Linked DNA regions of Mus musculus: all the other regions are linked to region 1. Evidence: chromatin contacts called from public Hi-C data. All regions are on one chromosome and are shown on one strand. The core of a region is the stretch at or near the end of the contact, and the rest is flanking DNA. Distances in the headings are between cores, read along the strand shown. Region 1 has its middle 140 kb from the start of 4933406G16Rik. Region 2 has its middle 18 kb from the start of Gm39602. Region 3 overlaps Gm39602 (a long non-coding RNA gene).

Region 1 (4,907 bases), core at 1,611-4,110:
ATCTCCAAGAGCATGCAATGATCAGTGTTGGTAAACACTGGTCCACTCATTTAAAGATCAGTGTTAGAGGCAGGGAGAAGAGACAGTGCACTCTACAGCTAGGTCTTTAGAAAGTCTCAAACCCCTTCTCAGCTCTAGGTTCTAACTTGTGAAAATTTTAGATTTGTATGACTATTGTCTCCCTTTTCTCAGCGCCTGTTCTAGTTTCTGCTTGTCACTGAACGGGGCCTCTTCTATGCAAAAGCCTGTGAGCTCCTGCTTAGACTCTATGCTGTGGATGCACATAGAGTCACAGGATCAACTAAACCCACCTTTCCCAAGACAGTTATTCTAGATGCTCAGTAAAAAGAATTGTCTTTGCAGTAGTCCTAACAACCCCATCTGTGAGCTTGTCATCTCCTCAGACCTTTCTTTTCTATAACTCTGTTCTTTACCCATGGAGGCTTTGGCAGTTCACTATTGATCGTAACTGATGCTAGCAATCCTCCAGCAGTGACAGAGCCATGAGTGACCCTCAGAGGAAGAAAGATCTGTAGCCTTCTCCTTGGCTTGGCCATTCTTGTCTCCTAGACAGTGTTCCTTATAGATTAGTCACCAAGTCAACTTTGACGTGTTTCCCTACAGAAGATTAGAAACAGTTCAAAGTTAGTAGGGTGGGGTCATGGAGGAACTCTCTGTCTCTTCTCTATGTAGTATGTTCATACACTCTCATATATATATTGATACACCTTTACTCATGCATTAGTGTACACACACACTAGGTAGATAGATTGTGAAGGGTATGTGCAGCACACAGCTATGCTGTGCATATTGATTTAGTAGACACAGAGTGTCTCATGTGATAGGAGCCAAAGGAAGCCACATCAAAGTCCAGTCCACTTTGACCAACACTCCCTGCCAGGGGGCAGCAAGTCTGTTCCCTTGGCCTCTCTAAGGAAAGCAAGTCTCTGGAGACCTTTTTGAAACACACCAATTCTATTCCCAAGAGATGCAAATGCAAAAGATGAACATCCTACTGCTAATGAGGAAAAGCTGGGCCTCCTCTGAAGAACCTGTGCAGTGAGATGCTATGGATATCTTAAGGGGACTACAGAGGTAACTCAGGGGTTTAAGAGTCCCTCTTGAAACTATCCTGGGTTTAGTTTCCAGTACCCACATGGTAGTTCACAACTGTCTGTAACTCTAATCCCAGAGGCTGGACATCTTCTGGTCTTCATGGGCCCCAGGCACACATGTAGCAAAATACTCATGCACATACAATAAATATATCTAAAAATTTTAAAAGACATTTTAAAATAACATTTAATTTAATGTATTTAAATATAATGAAAGTAGAAAATGTTTATTAATAAGATGCTTGGAGTATATAGTTATGTTCAAATTTAATAACAGAATAAAATAATAGGAAAAATACTTTTTAAAGAATCTTGATCTACAAAAAGTGTTTCTAAGCAGTAAATAAAAGTGATTTGCTTTTTACTTTCCCTAATATCTTCATAATAAAATCATTTAATCTGTTAACAGTTATCAAAGGAAGATAGTCTAGTTTTTAATCTATTTAATATGACATTTTGGGAGCTGGTAGCATTCATTCATACAAGAGTGATACCACACAGGGTAGCAGAAGCATGCCCACAGGCTCCTTTGATCACCCCATGACTCCCTCTCCAGTGAGCAGTCAGTGTGTGTTGAGCATCCATAGATCAACACAATCCAGGATGACAGGGCAGGATTTACAGTTGCTTGTAGATTCTTCTTGACTTGTCTTTGAGACAGACATGGATATGGAAATCACAATTCAGAAAGGCAGAACTGTCACAGTCATGAGCTGTGGAGCCTGGGCCTGAAGTGTGTCTTTTGACTCTCACTACACTAGGCTGCTGACATTTTTAGTGCCCCCCAACAAGAAGACAGCAGAAGACACAACAGGAGTCAGAGAGAAGCCATCTGGCTGGGACTGAGACGTCTGTCCCTCTGTGGCCACCGCTGGATTCCCGTGTGCACATGCCCTCTTCTAAAGTGGAGTTTGCTTAGCTTTAAGCGGGTATATCGCATCCTGTTCCCTCTACTCAAAAGAGAGATATAAAGGGGAGAACAGTTGCCTTCAGCTCCAGATAAATGGCAGAAATTGAACTGGGCAGTGTCTCCCCTGGAATCCTGAGTCCAAAATTCGCAGACAAATCACCCAGTGCAGTGCAGGAGAACAAGAGGAAGTCCATTGTCCTTGCCAGCTGGAAAACTCCCACCCTGCAAGACCAAGGAGCACCATCTCTCCCCAATCAAGACATCCCAGGCATCCCTGCAGCTGCAGCCACAGAAGCCCCCCTCTCCCTCCCTCCCTTCCCGACGTCACCGGTGCACAGCTTTATTTTTTCTGGCCTACATTTTGAAGTCTCTCCACACTGATGGACTAAACTGGAAAGTATAATCCAATTGGCTCCGTCCAAAGCAGATGCCACATAATCACAATCACATTAATAAAGCTGGCGAGGGAATACGAAGAATTTGATGGGGTGGGGGAGGAGACACTAACAACTTCCAGAATGCTGGCACTGAGTACTTTTTTTCTAGAAACAGGTCCCGGGGAAGCCGGCATCCCCATCTTCTACACTTCAAATTGTATAAACTCCAAGAAAAAAAAATTTTTTTGGAGGGCGGGGAGGGTGATGCTTTTATTTTTTTTTGACTTTTTTTTGTTCTGTTTTTGTTTGTTTGTTTTTAGTTCAGATGAAGGGAGAAAAAAGGCAGAGAAATGCTTGCTCAAATCTTTTCAGCACTCGGAGTCTTATTTATGCACGGGGTTTCCAGCTGCACATGACATAAGTCGAGGAAAACTGGCACATCCTCCCACCACAAGTGCAGTAGAGCCGCAAGTTTGGCAAGTTGCTCTCGTTGCCAGATGCCTCTGCTGTTTCTGCAACTATGGATTCAAGGCACTCCAATTTTTTTCCTTGCTGGGAATACTTTCAAAGAAGAACACAATGTTTTGGGTTGCCTGGCCAAAGTTTAGCTGTACTTTTACATCTTTGCCAAACTTCCTGTTTTTAGCAAAAACAATTTATTATCTTGCTAGTTCTTTAGACCCCAGAGGATTTGCAGGCACAAATAACTACTTGATTTCTGTGTCTTTTCTAAAAGAATCTCATTCCTTTTCCCATAATTATCTCATAGATGCTAGGACAGGAACACATTTAACTTTTTGGGCGTGCTACCAAGGTGTAGAAAAGGTTTTAATTATTCAAACCTTTATAGTCTGAACTTTAAAGAACTGACAGTTATTTTTTTGTGTGTGTGGGCAAGGAAAATAATTCTTTTCAGGTGGTTTGGCAAGATTACAGCAGTATGGCATGTGTATCATACAAGCGAGTTTGGCGTCAGTTTGCACTGGGGACTCGAGATTAGATTGGGGAAACTTTATTAATCAGCAGCAATCAAAGAAAACATTCAACCAGACACTATGTGTGTGCATGTGCATGTGGGGGGGGGGGGTGTGTGGGGGGCAGTAATTGGACAGGGCCATGCTGTGTAACACACCTGGGTGTCAAATTCATGATCCTCCTGCCTCAGCTTCCCAAATGCTGGAGCTTATAGGCCTGTAACATCATATTTGGCCCAGTCACACATTTTTGATTGAAAAAAAAAAATCAACTTTGTTAGGTGATCACACAACTCCCCTCCCCTTGATATGACCAGAAAACCAAACCAAACCACAGACTAAGAGCCTTCTCCTTCCTCAATTGTCGGCAACCAGGCTGACTACCAACCTGTAGATAAAGAGAAAATGCAGTTCACTACTAGATTAGAGATGACTGTGGGTAACCTTAGCATTTTCATGAACAAAAATGTCCTCAGTAAAAACAAAACATTGCTGCAGCCACTCACATAAATGGATAAAATCAGCAAACAGGATCAATCGGGGCCTGCTTCCTGACGGTGGCCTGCAGTAGTCCTATGAAACAGTGCAGCCTATAGCAAAAAAAAAAAAAAAAAAAAAAAAAAAAAAAAAAAAAACCATGCCAGGGTAGAAGAAAACTGAACTTCGGAAGACATAGCCAGGTACAACGTGTCTTTCAAAATTACTTCACAGTACCTGTGAAGACTAGAAAACAGATCGTAGAAATGAGAATAAAATTAAATTAGCAGATCTACTTAGGAAACAGTGAATAGTAACGAGACAGCGCAGCATGGTCCTATAAAGGACTGGCTTCAATAGTGGCATCAATTAGGATGCTCATGTCCTGCTTCTGGTCTTTTTCTCCCCTCCCCCACTCCTCCTCTCACTCCCCTTAGTCCCCCTTTCTCCTCCTCTACCACCTCCTCCCTTTCTTCTTCCTCCTCCTTCCCTCCCCCTCCTCCCTCTTCTTCAATTGATACTTTGTGATTCTCTTGAACAAAGTCTGGCCAGAAAACAAGATTTAAGTCAAGTTAGCCATTCACCAGGCTGAAGCACACACATAAAGAGAGAACTGAAAGGGAAGATTTTGCTAAGGAATTTCCTCCATTCAAGACCTCTCAGGCATTGCAGAGAACAAGGCTGCAGACAGCCTGAAATTTGTGACAAAGTTTTCTGGAGGTGAAATTCACCTTCCTCACTAACCTTATGGCATGTGCTTTTAAAGAGTTATTTTTAACATTTCAACATAAACAATGCCAATGCTGAAAATAGGATCAAAGGAATTCTGTCTCCATGCAGACTTGCCAAAGACCAGAGCCAGGGCCAGCAAATGCGAATAATAGGCAGTGAGTATGAGTTTCCTTTAAAGGAGAGGATGTGACTCTCAATATTGCTTACTCACAAGCCCATTAATATTCAAATAAAGTGAACATGCTGTGTGTGCAGGTAGTCACTGTATCCTGCTTGCTGTACAAAGGTCTCTCTTCCAAGCCTTCAAAACAAACTCAGCACC
Region 2 (4,907 bases), core at 762-3,261, 560 kb before region 1:
AGATTTCTATAAAAATATTCTTAGTGCTTTCTCCTCCAGGGCGGGCTCGTATTAAAGTTCAGCTTCATTTTACACCTGTTCTCTGCTCTGGGAAGTGCAACCTTTATTTCTCCCTCCTGTTTTTAAAGTCACCTTCTTAGTTCTGGTAGAACATAACTCAAACAACTGGAAACGTTAGGGATGAATTTACAGTCCCTCTGGCTGCTCTCTATCTGGGACAGGAAGGAGCGGGAAGCTGGAGGTAACTTTTCCTGCCATCAAGGGACATCTAGAGAGAAAAGGCGATTAATCGTAAGGTGCCAACTAGTTTTGATTATTCAGGGGCCTGTGGTGGAATCTGTGGATTGTTCAGGCCTCTGGTTTGCCAGTCTGATAGTTCACCCCTCAGTGGCCAGTGGGGCCTGCTATGATGAGTCTCTAATGGTGGCAAAGGAACCATCCTGTTTAGGCCACCTACATTGTGCAAAAATAGGGAAGAATACTTATTTATATGCATATGATCTTTATATATACTTATATCAAGGTAATCTATATATCTATATATCATCTCTATCATGTCATTTACAACCGCTCTACCTATTCCTATATATACACCATCAGTATCTATATTATCTATACCTATACCTCTTTAGCCTTTACAACAACACACCTAGGAGGGAAGTGGTATGTTAATGTGTTAAAATAAAATGGCAAAAGCTTAGTCCAATGAATTAATCTCTTAAACTTTTTATTGTGTGTATTCTGCATGTCCCTCCCTGAGATAAGCTGGCAGGGATGGGGGTGGGTGGGGGTGAGGGAGGAGAGCTGTGCTGTGGTCCCCGCCCTCACTGAACAGGGAGGAAATCAAACATCTTACTTCGTAACCAGACTATAAAATTATGAGAGGTGTTTATATGTGTTCTGAACAAAAACTGTAAGGGATTATGAAGTTCAAGACACATAAGGAAGGAACATGCCCCTTTCTGCGGGGTCCTCTGAGGGGCCTGTTTGGAGGATCTAACCTCTGAGCAGGCAGTTAAAGGACAGAAAACTTGCTGAAGGTTATAGAGATAATCAGGCAGAATTGAGATTCAAACTCAGGCCCGCCAGAGCCTATTCAGGTTCTATTCGAGTTGTCCCACTATACACATTTGAAACAACACTGAATCCAACCTTGGACTCTCTGCCACTTGCTACGATCTCCCCTGGGGTTATGGACTGAGAGCGGGTGTGAATTGGTGGCGGTGAGCCTGCAGCTTCCCTGTGGTGTGCACATCCCTCCTATTTTCTTCAAGGTTCTGTCTGGACTGCACTGGGGCACTGGCTGTATGGTGTCCACCGTTTCTTCTAATTGGGGAAGAAGCCAATTCCAAATACCTGGGAGAAGTTAAGTAAGGAGCTGAGGCCAGAGCTCAGAAACCTCTCCTACCTAGCCCTGTCCAGCCTCCCTCTCACCACTCTGCTCTGCTCCGTGCTGCCTGCTTCAGTCTAATGCTGTCTTGGAGAATGGCAGTCTGCCCTCAGAACTCCCTGACCTACACAGGGAGCCTTGGGAGGGTTGTTGGACTCCGCCCAGAACATTCCCATGTGTTTCCACCCGGTTGCTGTGCTCTTGGTGAGGTACCCTGCTGGACATGGCCACCCAGAGCTGAAATTTCAGCCAGGCACAGGGATGGGGATGGCCTAGTGTAGAAGCAGAAGCAAGAGATGTGTTGTTTCCCCCCTCTGTCTGCTGGTAGAAGGGCAGGGATTAGAGGTGTTGATGACTCTTTAAAAGTTCCACTGTACCCACTCCAAACCCCAGCCTGAGTGCAAAGGAAACTGCTTTCTTCTGCCTGAATTTTTGCCATCAAGCAGCGTTGCCTCTGCCTCAGTGCTCTCGATGAAATGCAGACCTTCTGGGGAGAAGGCGAGCTACAAAGTGCCGGCCACCTTGGCGTGAAGGAGGTTATTGTATCTTAAGTAGAGGAAAATAGGGATAGCAGCTTCCTTTGGTTCCAATTCTTCAGCATCCCCTTTGCAAAAAGCAACAGTACGTTATAGACACTAGGGGGCGCAAGTAGGCCAACAATGGCGCCTGTTACTTTTTACAGCTCTGAGAAACAAAGTTGGCATTATCGCTGTTTTCTTTTTCTTAAGAATCGGAGTTCTCTGAGATGGTATGAGTGAAAGCATTGGCTGCTTTGCTTCCCAGGACGTCCGTAGCCCTCAGAAAATGCAATGAAGAAATATTCAGAATGAAACATGGAAAGCGGATGGATACCCAAGAGATTTCATCAACGGTCTTCGGCACTGCTCTTGGCTGTTTTTAGTATGACAGTTTGTTAAACGTTTCTGAGAGCTAAAGTTCAAATGGGAACAGTGGAAAGGAACTGATTTGTCAAAATGCCTAGCAGTGCCCCTAATGTCACCAAAGTGGGGATGCAAATGTGCATATTTCTGAGTATAGAGAGTAAGCCCACTTGAAGAAAGGAGAAAAAGAAGTCTCCCTCACAGCCAAACACATATCTTACGTACCGTTCAGATGGCTGTTCTTACTGAATAAATCTTACTTAGCAACCTTCCACCAGAGCAAATAATAAATCACTCCCCAAAGCTCCAGGCATCGGGTTCTATCTGGGCAGTAAAACTCTGCAAATGCCCTGACAGCGTTTTGTGAAATCATAATTGCTTAGGGAAAGTGATTCTGGATATCTTAAAACGTACAGAATTAAAGCGAAGCTGTTCCTTTGAGGAAAATTACCCTAATGCTGCGTGCAGTATTCTTTATGTGAATCCTAGATTATAATCCACAGATCCCCATCGTTTCTGGGAAGAGTATATAACCATGCCTAGGTTTTATAGTCACTCCTGTGACCATCGGGGCAGAGGTGCTTCGTTATTTGTATAGTTAGTTTTAAGTGTGTTTATTTATCAGCATTCTCTGGAGAGCCACACCTCAAAACATGTAGTATCTAGCTATCCTTAAAGAAGGGCTGAGTTCTGGGCCCCCAGTTCATGTGTTAAAGTCTTAACATCTCCCCCTGTACCTCAGAATGTGCTTGCTCTCCATGGCTTGATCAGCTTGTTTTCTTATGGCACCCAGGATCACCAGCCAGGGGAGGCACCACCCACAATAGACCGGGCCCATTCTCATCAGTCACTAATAAAGAAAACACCCTACAGATTTGCCTACAGGCCAATCTTATGGAAGCATTTTCTCAGTTGGAGTCTTTCTTCTCAAATGACTCTAGCTTGTGTCAAGGTGACATAAAACTAGCCAGTACGGGACAGGTCATTAGGATGGCCTTGGGTCCAAAGGGAATGGTGTCTTTATAAGAGGAAAATACCAGTCAGACATAGTGGGACTCTGTGAGGACACAGAGGGAGGTAGTGTTGTCTACAAAGGGAGTTCCAGGATACGCAGAGAAACCCTGTCTCGGAAAACAAAACAGAACAAGGCATGCTTCCGCATACTGAAGCAGAGCTCAGAGTTTGGACCATTTTAAGATGAGTAACTTTTTCTTGGTTATTCAAGGCAGGGTTTCACTGTGTAGCCCTGGCTGTCCCAGAACTCTGTAGACCAAGCTGGCCTCGAACTCACAGAGATCAGTCTGCCTCCATCTCCCGAATGCTGGAATTATTAGGTGTGTGTCACCACTACCCAGCTTACAACCAGTAATTTTAAAGTAGAATTATTCAAGACGAAGTCTTTATAGGAACTACCATTATTGGCCTATTACCCACCCCTATTTGCATTGCACATAAGCTTAGTGGGCTGTGCCTGAGGTGACTTGTCTGCATCAATTTCTCCTTCTTGGGAAGTGGGATGTTGCTAAGTGTGGTCCTTCCTGTCCTAGCCCAGCACATCACAGGCACTCACCTCCAAGCCTTACAGAGGTCAGCGAAGCCACCCGCATCTTTGTCTTGTTTTCACCCACCCAACAGCAGGGCATTGTTCCCCAGCTCAGTGATGGAAGGAGCCCTCATTGCCGCCTTACAAGCTGGAGAAGGTCCAACAGTGTTATATCAAATACCCCAGGGGTGGGTGTGGAGCTAAGTGCCTAACCACATGAAAGCGCCGGCCTCAGCTCTCATTTGAGGAGGTTTTCATGTAGTTTTAATCTGGCTGCCTTCTATCACCAGATTTACTCACTGGATAAGAACTTGAATGAGAAGTCAGGAGGTGGGGGTCAGGCCTAGTCTGAGTCATGGTCACCATCTGGAATCGTGGCTTCTTCCTGTAAATGGTAGGTGCCCTTGCGGTCTTCCTTACAGTGCTAACATCCTCTATGGTAATTGATATTTCAGGCCAGTGGGCAAGGGCTAGGCTTCAATGACTTTGTGAAACATTGCTGCCTTGGCCTGGCAGTCTGGTGCCTAGTGTCACCACCCAAGGCTTTTAAGAAAAGGTGTGTATGTGTGTATGTGTGTATGTGTGTGTGCATGTGTGTGTGTGTGCATGCATGTGTGTGCACACTTGTACATATGAAGGTGTATGTGTACATATGTGTGTGTATGTATGTATGTGTGTATGTGTGTATCTGTGTATCTGTGTGAGTGTATGCTCACATGTATAGGGATGCATGCCTGTGCACACACAGAAGTCAGCATGGGGTGTTGCAGTCCCTCAGAGCCGGAGTTGCTGTTAGCTGGGCTGCCCAGCTTGTTACCTGGGTGCTGAGATCTGAATTTGCTCCTCCTGACTGTGCAACAAACACTCATACCTGCTGAACGCCAGCTCCCCAAGACCTGAAAACCCCCTCAGGGTATCAGAGGCCCATCTTATGGTGGCATCTTTTAAAAAATCTCTACCTCTGTCAACATTTCACTTTGCTTTCCCTGTGGCCTCTCCAGTTAGGGGTGAGGTGACCTTTGGGAGCCACCAACACTGTGGCACTCAGTTCTGTACTCTATTTGCCACTCCAGGTAGTGCATTCCTCTGTGTA
Region 3 (4,907 bases), core at 701-3,200, 530 kb before region 1:
CACCAGGCTCTGGTTAACATGGGACCCATTTGTATACACCACCTACTCAAATCTCAAATCACATTCCCTTTCTTACTTCTCACAATAAAAACCTGCTTTTATGGGCTGGAGAGATGGTTCAGCAGTTAAAAGCATTGTCTGCTCTTCCCAAGGACCCAGATTAGATTCCCAGGAGCCACGTGGTGGCTCAGGATTGTATGTAACTCTAGTTCCAGAAAATCCGATGTCTTTTGCCTCTGTGGGCACCAGTGTGAAAGTGGAACACAGATATACATGCAGACGAAACACCCATACACATAAAAGATTAAAGATATCTGCCTTTAGAACATTAGCTTGTGGCACGTGTCTCTCTAGTTCTTACTCTGGTTCTGTGAGCCATGTGGACTCTCTGTGCACAGTTATGGACACACACATGCCTGGGTTTGTATGTGGAAGTCGGAGAACAACTTTCCAGAGTCAGTTTTTCCCAATTAACCATGTGGGTCCCAGGGGTCAAACTCAAGTCATCAGACTTGGTGGCAAGTCCTTTTACCTGCTAAGCCATTTCACTGGCCCCTTATGGCAAAATACTGACTCAGAGGTGTTTAGGAGTGAACAGATAGCCCTCCCAGCCCTCCTGTCTTTCTGAAGGAATCTGTCCCAAGCCCTAGGTCTGCAGGCTTTTTCCTCCTCTCAGAAGTAGTTCAATTTCTCTCTTCAGAAGCCCTTCATCTCCCAGAACAGCTTTCATTACAGCAACATAAATAAAAAGTGACATAAAATTATATAGCCTTGTGTAAAGTAGTTTAAGGAAAATGTCTTTTACGGCAGCTTTTATGATTTCACCAATTAGTTATTAGACTTTCTCCATTTTTAATTTGCCATCCTCCAAGTGCATTTTCAACGTTTCTCCCCTCTCTCCTCTGAGTAGTGGTGTGAGGGCTGACGGGCCCCAGTGTAGGCTGGCTTTCTTGATGCATAGAGGCATTCCATTACAGCATGTTGCTAGATGCGGACAAAGCAAGGCCTGGGGGAGGGAAGCTGGTGCCCAGTTACTTTTAAGTGAAGAGTGTTGGTCTTGTGGCAAGCACTGCCCTGGGCCACCACTAAAGGTAGTAGCAGATAGACCACAGGGTCGCACGGCAGTGGCTGGACCTTAAGCTGATAAATCCTGAGTTTTTAGTGACTTTCCAAACATTCCCAGGAAGTGTGAATTGCAGAGATTTACTCCTGCCAAAATTTAATCGTGCAGAAAAAGTAAAATTTAGATCAGCGTATAGATTATTTTTAATGCGATTGCTCGACAGAAAAGGGCGAGGAAGGCAGAGTGGAGTCCTTAGAACGGGCGAGTCTAGACCATTGCAATTTGATTCATTTAGGGGAATTGTGTTCGGTTTGAGGCTTTGGCTTGGGCGAGGCTGTTCCTTCTGGGAGTGCATGATGTCATTGTGTCAAGCATGTCACAGCCAAGGCATTCTGGTATTTATGTTGGCCTCAGATCTAGCTCAGAGGACATGGCAGCCTCAATTTATTGCTACTTTAACTTTGTTTAGTCATGGAGAGGTTTTATTTATGTTGGTAAATTTCAAACAGTGGCCAACAGTGACCACACAATGAAAGGGCCTGCAAGATCCATCATCGGTAAATCACCTTGTTGCTGAGTTTCTTTAATTAAGGAAAAACTCTGTGTGTTGATCCCTGTGGTTGCTGGAAGGAACGTGGGGCGGGGAATTGCTTTGATTAATCCATCTATCAGCCTTGGAGGGTGAGTCTCCTGTTTCTGATTGTAGCTGGGCAAAGACCTAAATAAAAATTTATCTTGTCAAAACCTATGGTCTAACTGAAAGCAAATAAAAAAGTTTTATGACAGCCACATAAAGTTAAATAAATAGCTGGGAGGTGCACCGTGTCCTGCGGATGCTTCTCAGCAAAGCATGTGGCTGTTTCTGAGGGTGAGCTCAGCGAACTGAGAAATCACCTTTAATGGTCCCCTCGGTACTGTAACCAGCAACTGCTCTCTTTGTCTAACGTTCTAGGCTTTAGTCCCTGATTAAAACCAAAGGCTCGGCCTTGACACTGGGTGCTGTTTGAGCTACTCAGGGTAGAAGGCACAGTGTGTGCTATTCCAAGAAAAAATGAAATAACCAAGTTCTAGAGGAACTTTATATACACAGTGTCCTTAGATCACTTTCACCCTCAAGACCTCCCCCCATCTTTCAAGTGTGCTTATAAAGGGAGAAAACCTTGTCTTTTGCAACTGTGTGGGACCTTTTTTATTGATCTCTGGAAGGTGGTAGTTTTCACAGTGTGGGGGAGGGGAGCAGCAGTGAACTTTTTTTTTTTTTTTAAATGAAATCAGAGACTGGGACTTCGCCTCTGGTTGGACTCAACTCTCAGATATAGTTTTCCCTGTTCTGTAATAGTCTGGAAGAATATGCTGGGACAGAGGGCCTTTCCCACCAAGTATAGACTTCTCTCTCAGCATGGGATCACAGTGGAATACATTTTATTGCTAGTTAAAAAATATTTTTGAGTCAAATGAAAGACAGCAGTTGATGCTGAAGAAGGCTGCTCTTGATACAAGCATGGACTTAGGGTGAGTTGCTTTCCTTTTTAGGTTATGGAGAGGCTGTTCTCCTGGTCACGCTGTAGGAGCCTCTAACAGTGAAGGGCGATCTCTTGGCCCTGGATGTATTTGGCAACCAGTCCCTGTCTGTTTGATAGAATTACACCATAAGCGTGGGCTCGAGGAGTCAGATATGTTGAAGGGCTTGGAGTTGTAGGCACCCGTGTAGACAGTGCCTGTGTTGACAGAGTGAGGCTACGTGTGGATGTCAGCTGACAAATACACTGGCTGTTGCTTTCTTGTTACTGCGTCCTGCCTTTATTAAGGGAGTATGGCTACTGAGTAAGTGACTCAGGCCAGTAGGCATGGTGGTGATGTGTAACTGGGAAGTCTGCTCTATCAGAGTCTAGTTAGGAGATCGTGGAAAAGCGTGATAGGGGTGGGAGTGAGGGTGTGGGTGGGGCACTCTCACTTAACTAACTGGGTCAGTGTCCCTGAGCTGGAGGCTTGAGTTCCTTTAGAGGCAGGTACAGGGCAACACAAAGACCTGCCTTGTCCGGAGGAGGATTCTCAACTTTTTAAAGATTTATTTTATTAAAAAAAGTGTTTGTGTGTGGTGTGGTGTGTGTGTGTGTGTGTGTGTGTGTGTCTGTAGGTACTTGAGGAGGCTAGGAGAAGGCATTGGATCCCCTAGAGCTAGATTACTGGTGGTTGTGAGTCATCCTACATGGGTGCTGGGTGTTATAGTTATAAAACGATAAAGAACTCTAAAATGTTCTATGGGAGTGTGCTGAGGTATGGGGGAAGGGGGTCCCTCGGTGGGCCCATGTCAAGGCATCTCTTCCCCCTGAGGGAGCAGCCACATGATGGTATAGTATAGAATAGAGTTTATTCAGGGCATGGGGAGGGGAATTAAGAGAGTAGTAGAGACAGAAAGAGAGAGTAGAGAAATAGAGGCCATGACCATGTGTGTGGGGTGTGTGTGTGTGGAATGGGGAACAAGGGGCAAGAGGCAAGGGAGAGGAGCAGGAGTAAGAGAGAGTAAGAGAACAAGCAGCCCCTTTTATAGTGGGCCAGGCCTACCTCGCTGCTGCCAGGAAACTGGGGGTGGAGTCCAGACAGAATATCAACACTGGGAACTGAACTCATGTCTTCTGCAAGAGCAGTGTGTGCTTTTAACCACTGAGCCATCTTTGCAGCGTCCTCCCCCTCCCCCCTGATCTCCTCCAAAAATGCGGGGTTTGCTGGAGTGTGAGGACTCCTGCAGAGCGCCATGGTAAATAGCATCTTCTGCTCCTCCTGATTGTGTGGGAGCTGTGCCACCTTTCTTCATCCCCTGGGTGAGATGAAGAGTTCTGTCACGTTGTTAGCCACTCCATGATCTTCTGTTTGCAAAAATGTTCTTAATTCAACATTACTACCATGGTTCTTAGCCCAGGATGCCCTTCAAAATCTCCTGGGCAGCCTTAAAAAATATTGATGCCCAGGCTGCCCCCTAGACCAATGAAATAAGAATCTTTGGGGACAATGCCTAGACATCAGTAATTTTAAAAGCTCCCCAGGTGATCCTAATGGGCAGCCAGGGTTGAGAGTATGAATATGAAATATGCAGTTCCAGATAAATAATGAAAACTTCAGATTTGATTTCAAATTACACTTTGTCTTTTCTTTCTGAGGCCTGCAGCACTGAGCTGGGGTAGACAGCAGGGGACTCCCGCACTTCCACTGACTGTCCTGTGACTGGGCTTGGGTGTGGGGCAAAGGCAGGGGACTCCCTTACTTCCATGGACTGTCCTGTGACTGGGCGTGGCGTGGGGGAGAAAGGCAGGAGAGTCTAAATTGGCACCACTTGAGTTAAGGGTAGCCTTTTCTGGCTACAGTGGACTTATAAAAACTTTTATTTCTCAATTGACAAATAGTAATTATGTCTGCTTTGGATATATAACATGATATTTTGATCTACGTATACATTACAGAAAGTTTCAGTCAAATTAATTAAATATTCATCATATCACCAACTCATTTCTTATAGTGAGAATATTAGAAATCTATTCTTTTATCAATTTGAAAATACATAATACATTATTATTAACTAGAGTCCTCATCTCGTGTAATAAATCACAGAAACGTGTTCTTTCTTCAGTCCAGCCACCTTTCTACCCCGTGTTCCTGTAAGATAGACTTTATGTAGTTGAGAAAGTAGAGTATTTGTCTCTCTGTGCCTGGCTTATTTTGCTTATTGTTCTGTTCTCTAGGACCATTAATGCTGCTGAGAAGGACAGAGTTTCCTGTGCTGCATGGTAGAGACTGCACGGGCATCTATTTGTATATGCACCTATCTCATTTTATCTGTTGGCCTCTG

What was found. Hi-C and Micro-C count contacts between places; a contact is called where the count stands out from the background.
Region 2: a contact with region 1 is called in a Hi-C map of uterus, with 2.0 times the contacts expected there. The contact joins two enhancer-like sites. A contact is called at or near these places in 3 of 484 Hi-C or Micro-C datasets (neural progenitor cells and uterus) and 1 of 115 datasets of contacts at active chromatin or transcription factors (stem cell-derived neural progenitor cells).
Region 3: a Hi-C map of uterus shows a contact between it and region 1, with 3 times the contacts expected there. The contact joins two enhancer-like sites. A contact is called at or near these places in 1 of 484 Hi-C or Micro-C datasets (uterus) and 1 of 9 other capture datasets (embryonic stem cells).

The regions. Positions count from the first base shown.
Region 1 is chr11:19,202,169-19,207,075 of GRCm38.p6, reverse strand. No RefSeq gene overlaps it. Among named protein-coding and RNA genes, the nearest start is that of 4933406G16Rik, 140 kb to the right of the region's middle. Within about 2 kb of position 2,860, at least 62 of the 459 cell types and tissues checked have an H3K27ac peak or open chromatin away from gene starts, as enhancers often do. A contact at or near this core is called in neural progenitor cells and uterus, where this site is marked.
Region 2 is chr11:19,758,380-19,763,286 of GRCm38.p6, reverse strand. No RefSeq gene overlaps it. Among named protein-coding and RNA genes, the nearest start is that of Gm39602, 18 kb to the right of the region's middle. Within about 2 kb of position 2,011, at least 34 of the 459 cell types and tissues checked have an H3K27ac peak or open chromatin away from gene starts, as enhancers often do. A contact at or near this core is called in neural progenitor cells and uterus, where this site is marked.
Region 3 is chr11:19,734,119-19,739,025 of GRCm38.p6, reverse strand. It overlaps Gm39602 (a long non-coding RNA gene), which reads left to right. Exons shown (of 3, transcript XR_872269.1): 2 at 4,801-4,907. Among named protein-coding and RNA genes, the nearest start is that of Gm39602, 6.1 kb to the left of the region's middle. Within about 2 kb of position 1,950, at least 35 of the 459 cell types and tissues checked have an H3K27ac peak or open chromatin away from gene starts, as enhancers often do. A contact at or near this core is called in uterus, where this site is marked.